Linked DNA regions of Sus scrofa: region 1 is linked to region 2. The links are chromatin contacts, called in public Hi-C maps. All regions are on one chromosome and are shown on one strand. The core of a region is the stretch at or near the end of the contact, and the rest is flanking DNA. Distances in the headings are between cores, read along the strand shown. Region 1 holds the start of SEC24C (protein transport protein Sec24C). Region 2 holds the start of DNAJC9 (dnaJ homolog subfamily C member 9).

The links. A called contact is a pair of places that touch in the nucleus more often than the background predicts.
Region 1: a contact with region 2 is called in a Hi-C map of liver, with 7 times the contacts expected there. The contact joins the promoter of SEC24C here to the promoter of DNAJC9 in region 2. A contact is called at or near these places in 1 of 5 promoter capture datasets (liver), 4 of 47 Hi-C or Micro-C datasets (liver and retroperitoneal adipose tissue) and 1 of 2 datasets of contacts at active chromatin or transcription factors (alveolar macrophages).

What each region holds. Positions count from the first base shown.
Region 1 is chr14:76,470,470-76,476,354 of Sscrofa11.1, forward strand. It overlaps SEC24C (protein transport protein Sec24C), which reads left to right and starts at 3,237. Exons shown (of 24, transcript XM_013983347.2): 1 at 3,237-3,372; 2 at 5,353-5,552. The coding sequence starts at 5,381.
Region 2 is chr14:76,066,890-76,072,010 of Sscrofa11.1, forward strand. It overlaps DNAJC9 (dnaJ homolog subfamily C member 9), which reads right to left and starts at 3,412. Exons shown (of 5, transcript XM_003483498.4): 1 at 3,108-3,412; 2 at 2,794-2,934; 3 at 1,914-2,168. The coding sequence starts at 3,287. It overlaps MRPS16 (28S ribosomal protein S16, mitochondrial), which reads right to left. Exons shown (of 4, transcript XR_001301010.1): 4 at 4,128-4,388.

The DNA of each region.
Region 1 (5,885 bases), core at 1,987-4,486, 400 kb after region 2:
AATATACAAACAGCTCAAACAACTTAATATCAAAAAAACAATCCAATAAAAAAATGAGAAGACCTAAATAGACATTTCTCCAAAGAAGCCATACAGATAGACAACAGGTACATGAAAAGATGCTCAATATCACTAGAGAAATGGAATCGAAACTACAATGAGGTATCACCTCACACCAGTCAGAATGGCCAAGATTAAAAAAGTCTACAAATAGGAGTTCTCTCTGTGATAGAATGGGATTGGTGGCATCCCTGCAGTGCCAGGTTGCAGGTTTGATCCCTGGCCTGGCACAGTCGGTTAAAAAATCCAGTGTTGCCGTACCTGCAGTGCAGGTCACAACTGCGGCTTGGTTCTAATCTCAGATCTGGATCTGATTCCTGACCCAGGAACTCCATATCTAAAAGAAAAAAAAAGTCTACAAATAACAATGCTATAGAGGATGTGGAAAGAAAGGAATCCTCTTACACTGTTGGTGGGAATGTAAATTGGCGCAGCCACTACAGAGAACAGTATGGAGGTTCCATAAAAAACTAAAAATAGAGTTACCATATGATACTGCAATCTCACTCCTGGGCATATATCCAGAGAAAACTCTAACTCAAAACAATACATGCAGAGGTCTCATTGTGGCTCATCAGGAATGAATCCCCTGACTAGCATCTGTGAGGATGCAGGTTCAATCCCTGGCTTCAATCACTGGGTTAAGGATCCAGCATTGCGTTGTAGGCCACAGACACGGCTTGGATCTGGTGTTGCTGTGGCTGGGGTGTAGGCCAGCAACTACAGCTCCAATTCAACCCCTGGACTGGGAACATCCCTATGTCACAGTGTGGCCCTAAAAAGACCAAAAAGGAGTTCCCATCGTGGCTCAGTGGCTAGTGAATCTGTCTAGGAACCATGAGGTTGCGGGTTTGATCCCTGGCCTTGCTCAGTGGGTTAAGGATCTGGCGTTGCCGTGAGCTGTGGTGTAGGTTGCAGATGTGGCTCAGAACCCGTGTTGCTGTGGCTCTGGCGTAGGCCGGTGGCTACAGCTCCGATTGGACCCCTAGCCTGGGAAACCTCCATATGCCACGGGATAGGCCCTAGAAAAGACAAAAAAAAAAAAAAAAAAGATACATTCACCCAAAGCAGCACTATTTACAATAGCCAAGACATGGAAGCAACCTAAAAGTCTATCAACAGATGAATGGATGAAGATGGATGTATCTATAGCTATATAGATAGATATCACTTGACCATAAAAAAGAATGAATAATGCATTTGCAGTAGCATGGATGGACCTAGAGATTGTCATATTAATTGAAGTCAGATAAAGAAAGACAAATATGGAGTTCCTGTCGGGGCACAGCAGAAACGAATCTGACTAGGAACCCCGAGGTTTCAGGTTTGATCCCTGGCCTCGCTCAGTGGGTTAAGGATCTGGTGTTGCCGTGAGCTGTGGTGTAGGTCACAGAGGCAGCTCAGATCTGATGTTGCTGTGCTGTGGTGTAGGCCAGCAGCTACAGCTCCCATTAGACCCCTAGCCTAGGAACCTCCAAATGCTGTGGGGGCAGCCCTAAAAAGACAAAAAAGAAAAAAAAAAAGACAAATATATGATGTCACTTATATATGGAATCTTAAAAAAAATGATACAAATGATACAAAACAGACATAGACTCATGGATATAGAAAACAAACTTAGGGTTACCAAAGGATAGAGCAGGAGGGTCCCAGAAGAGATAAACTAGGAATTTGGGATTAGGATATACACACCATCATGTATAAGATAGGTAAACAAGGACCTACTGTATAGCACTGGGAACCATACTCAATATCCTGTAATAATCCATAATGAAAAATAATCTGAAAAAGAATATATATGTGTGCGTGTGTGTGTGTGTGTAACTGAATCACTTTGCTATACACCTGAAACTCACAGTAAATTAAATACTGTTAAAAAAAGAAATACAGTGAGTTCCTGTTGTGGTGCAGCGGAAACAAATCCGACTAGGAACCATGAGGTTGCAGGTTCAATCCCTGGCCTCGCTCAGTGGGTTAAGGATCTGGTGTTGCTGTGAACTCTGATGTAGGTCACAGACGTGGCTCAGATGTGGTGTTGCTATGGCTCTGGCATAGGCTGGCAGCTGCAGCTCCGATTGGACCCCTAGCCTGGGAACCTCCATATGACAAGGGTGAGGCCCTAAAAAGACAAAAGAGAAAAAATAAAAAAATACAAAAAATGATAAATGAATATATTATAATGCAAAAAGTCATAAAATTGATTTAATGGATGCTATGAAGTAGAAAAATGCTCCTGAATTTTTATTATCTAAAAATAAACATCAATATTTGTACTAAAATAATTACTATTATTAAAAATGAAAAAAATTATTGAAAGGATTAAATGAGGTTATGTATATTTTTTAAATTACCACAAATACCAGCTACAATTATTGTTACTCACTAAATGGGTAATAATAATTACCCAATAGGCTGGGGGTGTTCTGAGAGTAGAGATCATCAGGCTTTAGCAGAGCTCTGCATCTAAACCAAGGCACTAAATAAAAATGGTTAACTAGGAGTTCCCTGGTGGCTCAGCAGGTTAAGGATCCAGCCTTTTCACTGCTGTGGTAAGAGGTTCAAACCCTGTTCTGCCAACTTCCACATGCCACTGGCCCGACCAAAAAAAAGAAAAAAAAAAAAAGTAAGAAGCACTTACTATGTTGTCAGGCACTCTATGTGACCTAATTCCGTCCTCTCCACAAGCTATTAGAAGGGCATTCATATTTTCTCCATTTTACAGATTAAAGAAACCGAGGCTGAGATTAAGTCACCCAAGTTAGAGAACTGAAGAGCCACAACTTCAACACATGAAGCCCAAAAGAAGAATTAGTGTCCTTTTATATTATACATTCCGTTCCGCAAAACTCAGGACCAGCAAAGGTCATGGGTGAGAACATCGAAGACGGAAATCAATGGGGCCAGGGGTCAGCAGGAAGTCGCTACAGGACTCTAAATCTAGCGGTCTCTGTCATAGCGGAACTGGAGGAGCGTTACTAAAGATAGTTGACCTAGCTTTCTCAATCGCATCTCAGCTGATGGGACCTTAAGTTACCAGGACTCTGGGGTGGGTGGCGGTGGGGGTTGGGGTGGAGCGAAAATGCATAGGAACCAGCGAAGCGTCCCAGGTGACGGCCATAATGGGAGGGGAAAATGGCGCGTGCGCGGCATCCGGGTTCCTCAGCGCGCTCCTACCGCAGACGTGGCAGAAGGAGTGGCCCTGGAACGTGGGGGTGGAACTTCCGGGGGCGAAGGGCCGGCTTCCTCGGAACCGGAAGTGGAGCCTGGGAGCCTTGACGTTAGGAACGAAGTCGAACCTGGATCTGGAGCCGGGTGAGGAGTGGCTTCGGGAGGTTGGTGGGTAGAAAGCAGAAGAGAGGCCGGGGTATCACTGGCCAGATTGGGGTCCGGTCTCAGAAGAATGGGAGGAGCCCGGGGCGGGGCCCAGGGAGAGACCCTCACCTCAGGCATCCACAGTCCAGGATCAGTCCTAGACCCTCCCTTCTCCCCTCTTGGCCCAGATTCCGGCTCCCGCTTCCTGCCCTGAGCCTGCTGAAGGGCGAGAGACCCTTGATCTACTGCTTAGTGGACCAGCCCTCTCTCTCATCGTGGCCTGAGAAGCTGGCTTGGCTTCTCGGGTTTGAGCCCCGACGCTCCCAGCCTCCACAGTTCGACTACTTTAAGAGTTCTAGGAAGCTTGCCCCGCCCCCTGGGTTGTCACCCTTGACTGTCCACTCAGAGACTTGAGCCTTACTTCAAACTCTTGGGTGTATTTGAAAGGGTTATTTCCTCGAAAAGAAGCTCCTTTTCTGCCATCCCCACTCCCACACTGACTTTAGGAGGATAAAGGTGAAGAGGACGTCTGTCAAGCTTCATGTGGTGCTCTGTGCTAGGTTTAGTATTTGGAAGAACAGCTCCCGAGATGGCGTTGAATTTAAAGAGTTCTAGTCCAGAAGCAGCTCAGTTTTTCTGTGGTCAAAATGGCCCTTCCTAGCAAAGGGGAGAGGCCCATTGTTCCATTGCAGAAACTGAACTTTTTTGCTTCCTGGGCCCCTTCTGTCTATAGGATATTTGGAATGATCAGGCTATGTAGAGTAGTAGATATGATCAGAGAGTCTTCTTCTTGAAAGGACCCTGGAAAGGCTCTCCAGTTCATTCCTCTTTTGCTGGAAAAGATTGTGATAATTTCGGTGGTGGCCTAGATTCATGACATATAAGGAGAGCACAAACTGGAGAGTTGGAGAAGTGCATTGAGATTTGAAATACTCATAGTCCCTCTGCTAGAAGGATAAGGTGAATGATCTTTTTCCGTGAAATGTAACTTTGCCACTGATCTTTGAACTGTTTCCCTGGGTTGTTGTGAGATGTTTTGTGCCAGGCCTGCACTTAATTCTAATCTGGTAACTTGCTAGAGTTTTCAACTGTTCTTTACATTTATTGATTTTTAATGCTTCAGTTCTAAGGTCCATACACTCTTGGTGGGAATACTGGGGATGGAGAAGCACTTGATTTACTGCAGTTTAACCAAAAAATGTCTTTTCTCTAGCCGGTTACTCTAAAATTTGCCTTCTGAGGGGGAGGGAATTTTGCCGATCTGTTTTAGCTATGAAGTCTGAGTGATTAAAAATGACTAGCACACTAGAAGGTATTCATTTTTGTGGAATGAATGGATGCTAGAGTTAATGAATGGAAAGTGGGAACATTGTTTCAGTTACCTGTAATATCACAGCAGTTCATCAGTGGTATGACTAGACACTAGAAATCGTACCACGAGGAATGGAGGCTGCTGCTCCATTCTAGTGGGCCTATCTGAAGTTGAAATTTATACCCTCTTGGCAATGACAAAGCATGGGGTTGAGAGTAACAAAATCCTTACTTTGAGGAGGCAATCTTACCTACTGTCTGAGGCAGAAAATTACAAAGATCCTTTGGTAGTGTGGAAATGATTAGGCCGATCACTGCTTGATAAGCTCCATCCTTTTCTGTCTCTGATTCCTACTGTGAATAGTGCTCTCTCTTTAGAAAGTTGATTCTGGGGAGTTCCCATTGTGGTGCAGCAGAAATGAATTCAACTATATCCACGAGGACGTGGGCTCAATCCCTGGTCTTGCTCAGTGGGTTAGAGATCCGGCATTGCTGTAAGCTGTGGTGTAGGTTGCAGACACAGCTCAGATCCTGTGTTGCTGTGGCTGTGCAGCTGCAGCTCTGATTTGACCCCTAGCCTGGGAACTTCCATATGCCATGGGTGCAGCCTTAAAAAAAAAGCAAGAAAGTTGATTTTGACTAATTTCTCTCTTCTCTTTCATCTAATAGGTGAGACCAAGTTGGGGATGCTCTCATAATGAACGTTAACCAGTCAGCTCCACCTGTGCCGCCATTCGGGCAGCCCCAGCCTGTCTACCCAGGGTATCATCAATCCAGCTATGGTGGACAACAAGGATCCCCAGCTGCCCCCACTCCCTATGGAGCCTACAATGGTCCAGTACCAGGCTATCAGCAAGCCCCTCCCCCAGGTATTTTTCCAAGCTTCCCTTGAGCTAAGGAGCGGAATTAGTGGTCTTCAGGTTGGGTTGTATTATCCTACCTAAGCTGCCTAGAGGGTTGTGGTGATTGGGCATTGAGGAACATGAATCTGGTTCTTGGACACTGAGAGCCCTGTGGACAGTCTTCCTTTCTTTGTTTTTTTTTTTTTTTTTTTTTTTTTTTTTTTGTTTTTTGGTCTTTTTGTTGTTGTTGTTGTTGTTGTTGCTATTTCTTGGGCCGCTCCCGCGGCATATGGAGGTTCCCAGGCTAGGGGTCCAGTCAGAGCTCTAGCCACTGGCCTACACCATAGTCACAGCAATGCC
Region 2 (5,121 bases), core at 2,162-4,661:
CCTTGAGAGCAACCCTGGTTTAAAATTTCCCCTGAGAAGTTAGGATCAGCACTAACAAATTCAGTTTTAACCTTTCTTTACTGGATTTCAAAGCTACCTCCTCTTGCCAAATTTTACTAGAACACTGATTCCAAAATACCACAAGAATACCTTGGGAAAGGTTAATAATTAGTTTATTCTTTCCTTCAGGGCAACAACTAAGAGTCTAAGATGCCCCACCCTCCCCCTCAGTGAATTTTCTTAACAACAATGAATGCTATTAATACTCAGAATGATGGCACATTAGGACCTTGTTATTCCAATAAACAGAGACAGTTTCCACTGTCTACTTTCAGTCCTTGTATTCCGTTTCTTTTAATAACTATTCTCCCTCTCCAAGTTTGCAGGAGTGCCTCTCAAAACTATTCTGCTGCGCCCCCCACCAAACTCACAGGAAGTTTTTCAAGCTAACAGCCTATTGCTGAATACAGCTGTGCTCAGTTTCATCTGAAAAAAATGATTAACAACTTAAGCTAAATTGTCAACTTGAATGGAAACAGATGTAACCTGTGAGTCAAAATGATGATCTTGATACACATTCGCTTCTCTCAATTCATCTCAGGTGTCACCTTTCTCCTGCGTATCTAGCACCTAAAAGGTGCAGACTTTCCTTCACCTCCAGTTCAGCCACACATAATAAGGTACCCACCAAAGAGCTAAAATCTTAGACTGTCCGCTTTCCATGGAGCTCTCACTATGAAAGCCAGCAATGGTGACTTCAGTACCAATCTGGTCTTCCTCCTGACTAGAGGCATAGATGTCTGCCACCTTGAATGCACTCCCTCCCTGAACCCCAGATATCCTTAAACTCCTTTTCCCTACCATCATCCTTATCCTCACCATCTCGAGAGATTAATATGGGTATAAAGGACACATGAGTCACAACCCTTGATACTCCATAAAAGTGTATCCCAAGTTGTATTTAGAAAAACCTTCATAAAAAATAAACTAAATCATTTGTTTAAGAAAATGTACATTCTGGGGAATTCCCGTTGTGGTGCAGCAGAAATGAATCCATGAGGATGCAGGTTCAATCCCTGGCCTCACTCAGTGGGTTGGGAATCCAGCAGTGCTGTGAGCTGTGGTATAGGTCGCAGACACAGCTTGGATCTGGTGTTGCTGTGGCTGTGGTGTAGGCCAGTGGCTACAGCTCCAATTCGACCCCTAGCCTGGGAACTTTCATATGCCGAGGGTGCGGCCCTAAAATGCAAAAAAAAAAGAAGGTATTTTCTGGGTCCAATTCAAGGATCAATCTGGGCAAGACCAAAGGAATCTGAATTAAAAAGACACAGTCTGAAAAACAGACACAGTCTCTGTCACCCTCTCCCCACCCTTTAACCAAGTAAGAACCACAATCTAGCTTAGGTATCTGGGCTCCCTTACTTCATCTCCCAGGAATGCCCCAGCAAGGCTACAAGAACTGGCCCATATGAAGAATATTTCAGTGCTACTTTAAAATATTGATTATCTAAATAATCCATGCCATAAAATCCTCCTGAGCACAACATAGTAGGTTAAAAAAAAGGTTCCCTTAATGAGCTGATATGCTCATTTTATTAGATGAAAACTAGTATAAAGTTAACCCTTATCCTTTTTTCAGTGTTTTCTGTTTTTGTTTTGTTTTTTTTTTTTTTTGCCACACCCATAGCATGGGGAAGTTCCTGGGCCAGAGACTGAACCCAAGCCACAGCAGTGACCTGAGTCACAGCAGTGACAACACAGAGTCCTTAACTGCTAGGCCACCACCAGAGAAGTCCTCAGTGGTCTTAGATATATTTTCTTTTTCTTTTATGTATTTTTATTACTGTAAATATCCTCAAATTCTTTTCGGAAGCAGTCAAGATATAAATAACAAAGAGCATTCAAAATCTTACCCTTCTTTTCCTTGCATTCATTTTTTGCTTCGATTCTTTGACAAAGGCATTATAGGATGGGACCTCTCCAGCATCAATAGCTTGTTGTATAATATTCCTTATTCTGGGTTCTTCTGTGTATTGCACACACAGCACAGACTCCATAATCTGATCCATGTCACCCTTGAAGTCTAGATAGGCCTGTTTAACGTCAGCCAGCTCTTCTTCAGAACCTTTGTATGTCTTTTCAAAAGCTTGAATGTCCTCTAGAGATATCTGAACAAATGAGAGATATATGCTTTAACTTTGAGAATTTTATTTTAAATAAAAGGAACTCTAGTAAAAACTAAATTTAGGTCTTGAAATGCTTCTCCCCAATACACGTTACTTGAGCTGAAACTGTTTTAAGGAACCAAATTTTCTACGCCAAAGATTTTCCAGAGTTCTCTCAGCCCGACCTTTACAACTGCTAAGCTACAGATCAGAAAAATTTAAGTGAAGTTTTCAAAGTTGGGAAGAGACCCAGGAAAATACTCAAAACTTGCATCTAGATATGTAAAATAAAGCACATCTTGTAAAAAAAATTAAATGCCCCCCTTTTACTATAATCATTCTACATCAACAGATGATTAAAGATCCATTTCAGTTAAGTGTGTGTATGTGTATGGTTTCACACATACACATGGTTCAACCTAATAGTTAAATTTGTCTTTCCTCAAGATCAATAGGTTAGATAGGTATCTCCTGAGGAATGCCTGTGGGTATTTATTAATATATCGAAGCCAAATAAAAATTTCCTCATTTTTACACAATACAAAGTGCAAGACCTTAGAGGCATCCAATAAATCTTCGTTGAATGAATGATGGTAACAGTCACAAGGAAATCTCCAGAGTTCTTTACCTTTTTAAAGAGTAATCTCCAATAGGTCTCCCAGTCCCGATCTTGGCTGAGCACATCAGAATCCTCGTCCACAGTTCCCTGCTCATCGTACACTGCCCTCTGATCTTTGTCACTCAGAACGGAATAGACCTTCCCGAGGATCTGCGGGAAAGAGCATCCAGAAGTCACCCCTGCCCCCTCACTGGAACAACACCGCGGAAAAAAAAAAGATTAGAAAACGCCAGGCCGGGTTCCGCTTACTTCACCCGGGCGGCGCTAAGCGGCCAGGAGACGGAAAGAAGCCCGGGCGGCGGGTGGAGCGGGGTCTAGCGTACCTGGAAGCGGCGAGTGGCGTCCTGCTTGTCGCCCTCGCCCACCCGGTCCGGGTGCACCTGCAGGGACACTTTGTGGTAACCACGTCGGACCTCGCCGTCTGAGGCCTCGCGTCGCACGCCCAACACTCGGTATAGGTCGGTGGTTCCGAATACTTCCTCGCACAGCTCCAGAAGTCCCATGGCTGGTAGTGGTGCAGAGCGGGCGGCAGCCTCACTGAAAACAGCAGGTCCCTACAACAGAGCAGAACACTACACCGCTTCCTTTTCCCGCGCAAAACGCCCAGGGCGCCTGCGTCATAAGAGGCGCAGGAAGGGGCGGGGTCTCGACGCCACACTTTACGACGGCTGCAAAATGGGGCGTGGTTAAAGCTGGCGTCAGCCGAGGTAGAGACAGGGTGTGGCTACGGCGTCCCAGATCTCTCTGACCTAGGGGATCTCCTTCTACCCCGCCCTCTCCTCCGCGGCCCGACTCCCCTTATTTTCGAAACTTGGCAGCTATATTCTCAAAATCCCCGCTCAGTTTATGCAGTATAAGGAACGTTCATCATATTAAGCTGAATCTATGCATTGTTGTTTTGGTGGGGTTTTTTCGACCGCCCCGCGGCAAATGGAGTTTCCGAGCCAGGGATCAGATCCCAGCCCCAGTTGTGACCACCTCCACAGCTGCGGCAACATGTGCAACACGTGCAGGGGACAGGTATTGAACCTGCGTCCCAGAACTCCAGAGATGCTGCTGATCCCGTTGCGCCACAGCGGGCAACTCCTGCAATGCTGTTTTTTTGCTTTTTTTCAGTTTAAAAAAAAAAAAAAAGCCTAACATTGGCGTTTGGCAATTTCACATGGTTTAACCTAAAGATTAAATAGATTTGCTCTTTTCCAATGATGATTTGACAAGAGTATATAGAGCTCTAAGGCCCAAATAATTTTGCATCCTACAGGTGGCGGAACTGCTGGGAAGGGACTTTCCCTTGAGTCCTGCAATAAATAAGCCTACATTAAACAAAAAACACAAAATACCAATCTTTTAAAAACTTTTTTAATCTGAGAGTCTAGATTTGACATTTATTACAGAATCATTCCTATTCACCTTAACAGCTCCTCCACTTTGGTGGAGATAATATAATCCAACAATCATCTTAATAAAAACACAAGCTTTGGGGGAGTTCTCTTGTGGTGCAGCAGGTTAAGGATCCAGCCTTGTCACTGCAGCAGCTCATGTCACTGCTCTGGTCCGGGTTCTTTCTCTGGCTTGGTAATTCCATATGCTGCAGGCACGTCCCCCTCCCATCCCCGCAAAAAAAAAAAAAAAGAAAAAAAAAAAAAAGGTCAACTTCAGAAGCAAAGGTTTTCTAAAGCATGTTGGATTTGAGGTAGTAGCAAGATAGGCTGATGCAATCATTTAAAACATGGTGAAAAATCTGGGCCTGGAAATCCAAAGCAAGGCCAGGGTTAGAGAAAACTTTGGAAATCAGGGAGAGGATGAGCCCACACAGGAAGTTGTATATATACGAATCTTTTAAAAAAGACAGACAACAGTAGTCGAGTTGGCAGAAACTCAGTAGCTCAAAGTAATACCCATTTCACATCAGTTCCCCTAACTGATCAATACTTTCCAGAATCACATTTGCCTCTGCTCTACCAATTGAAGTTTCTCTGAAGACCTCAAACCAGGGTAGATTATTATCTAACTTCCAGACTTCTGTGGTTTCCAAAACATTTCTCTTTCCTAGATCCAAGATACAACCCAACTAAAGTCAGTTCCTCTCTGCCTGTCCTGCCTTCAAAGTCTCCTCAAAGCAAGTGGAGGCCAAACAGTGACAACCCTGGCAGAATTTGTGACCCCCAGATTTTGAGGTGGCTGATAACTATTCACAGAATATAAAGCCCAGAGAATAAAATAAGTCGGTACACTGATAGAGCTTGAGAATCTCCTCTATAAATCTTCTATATTTTAATCTTACACAGAATATAATCCTTGCTACAGTTCTGGTGGAACAGATAATGTATTTGGGGT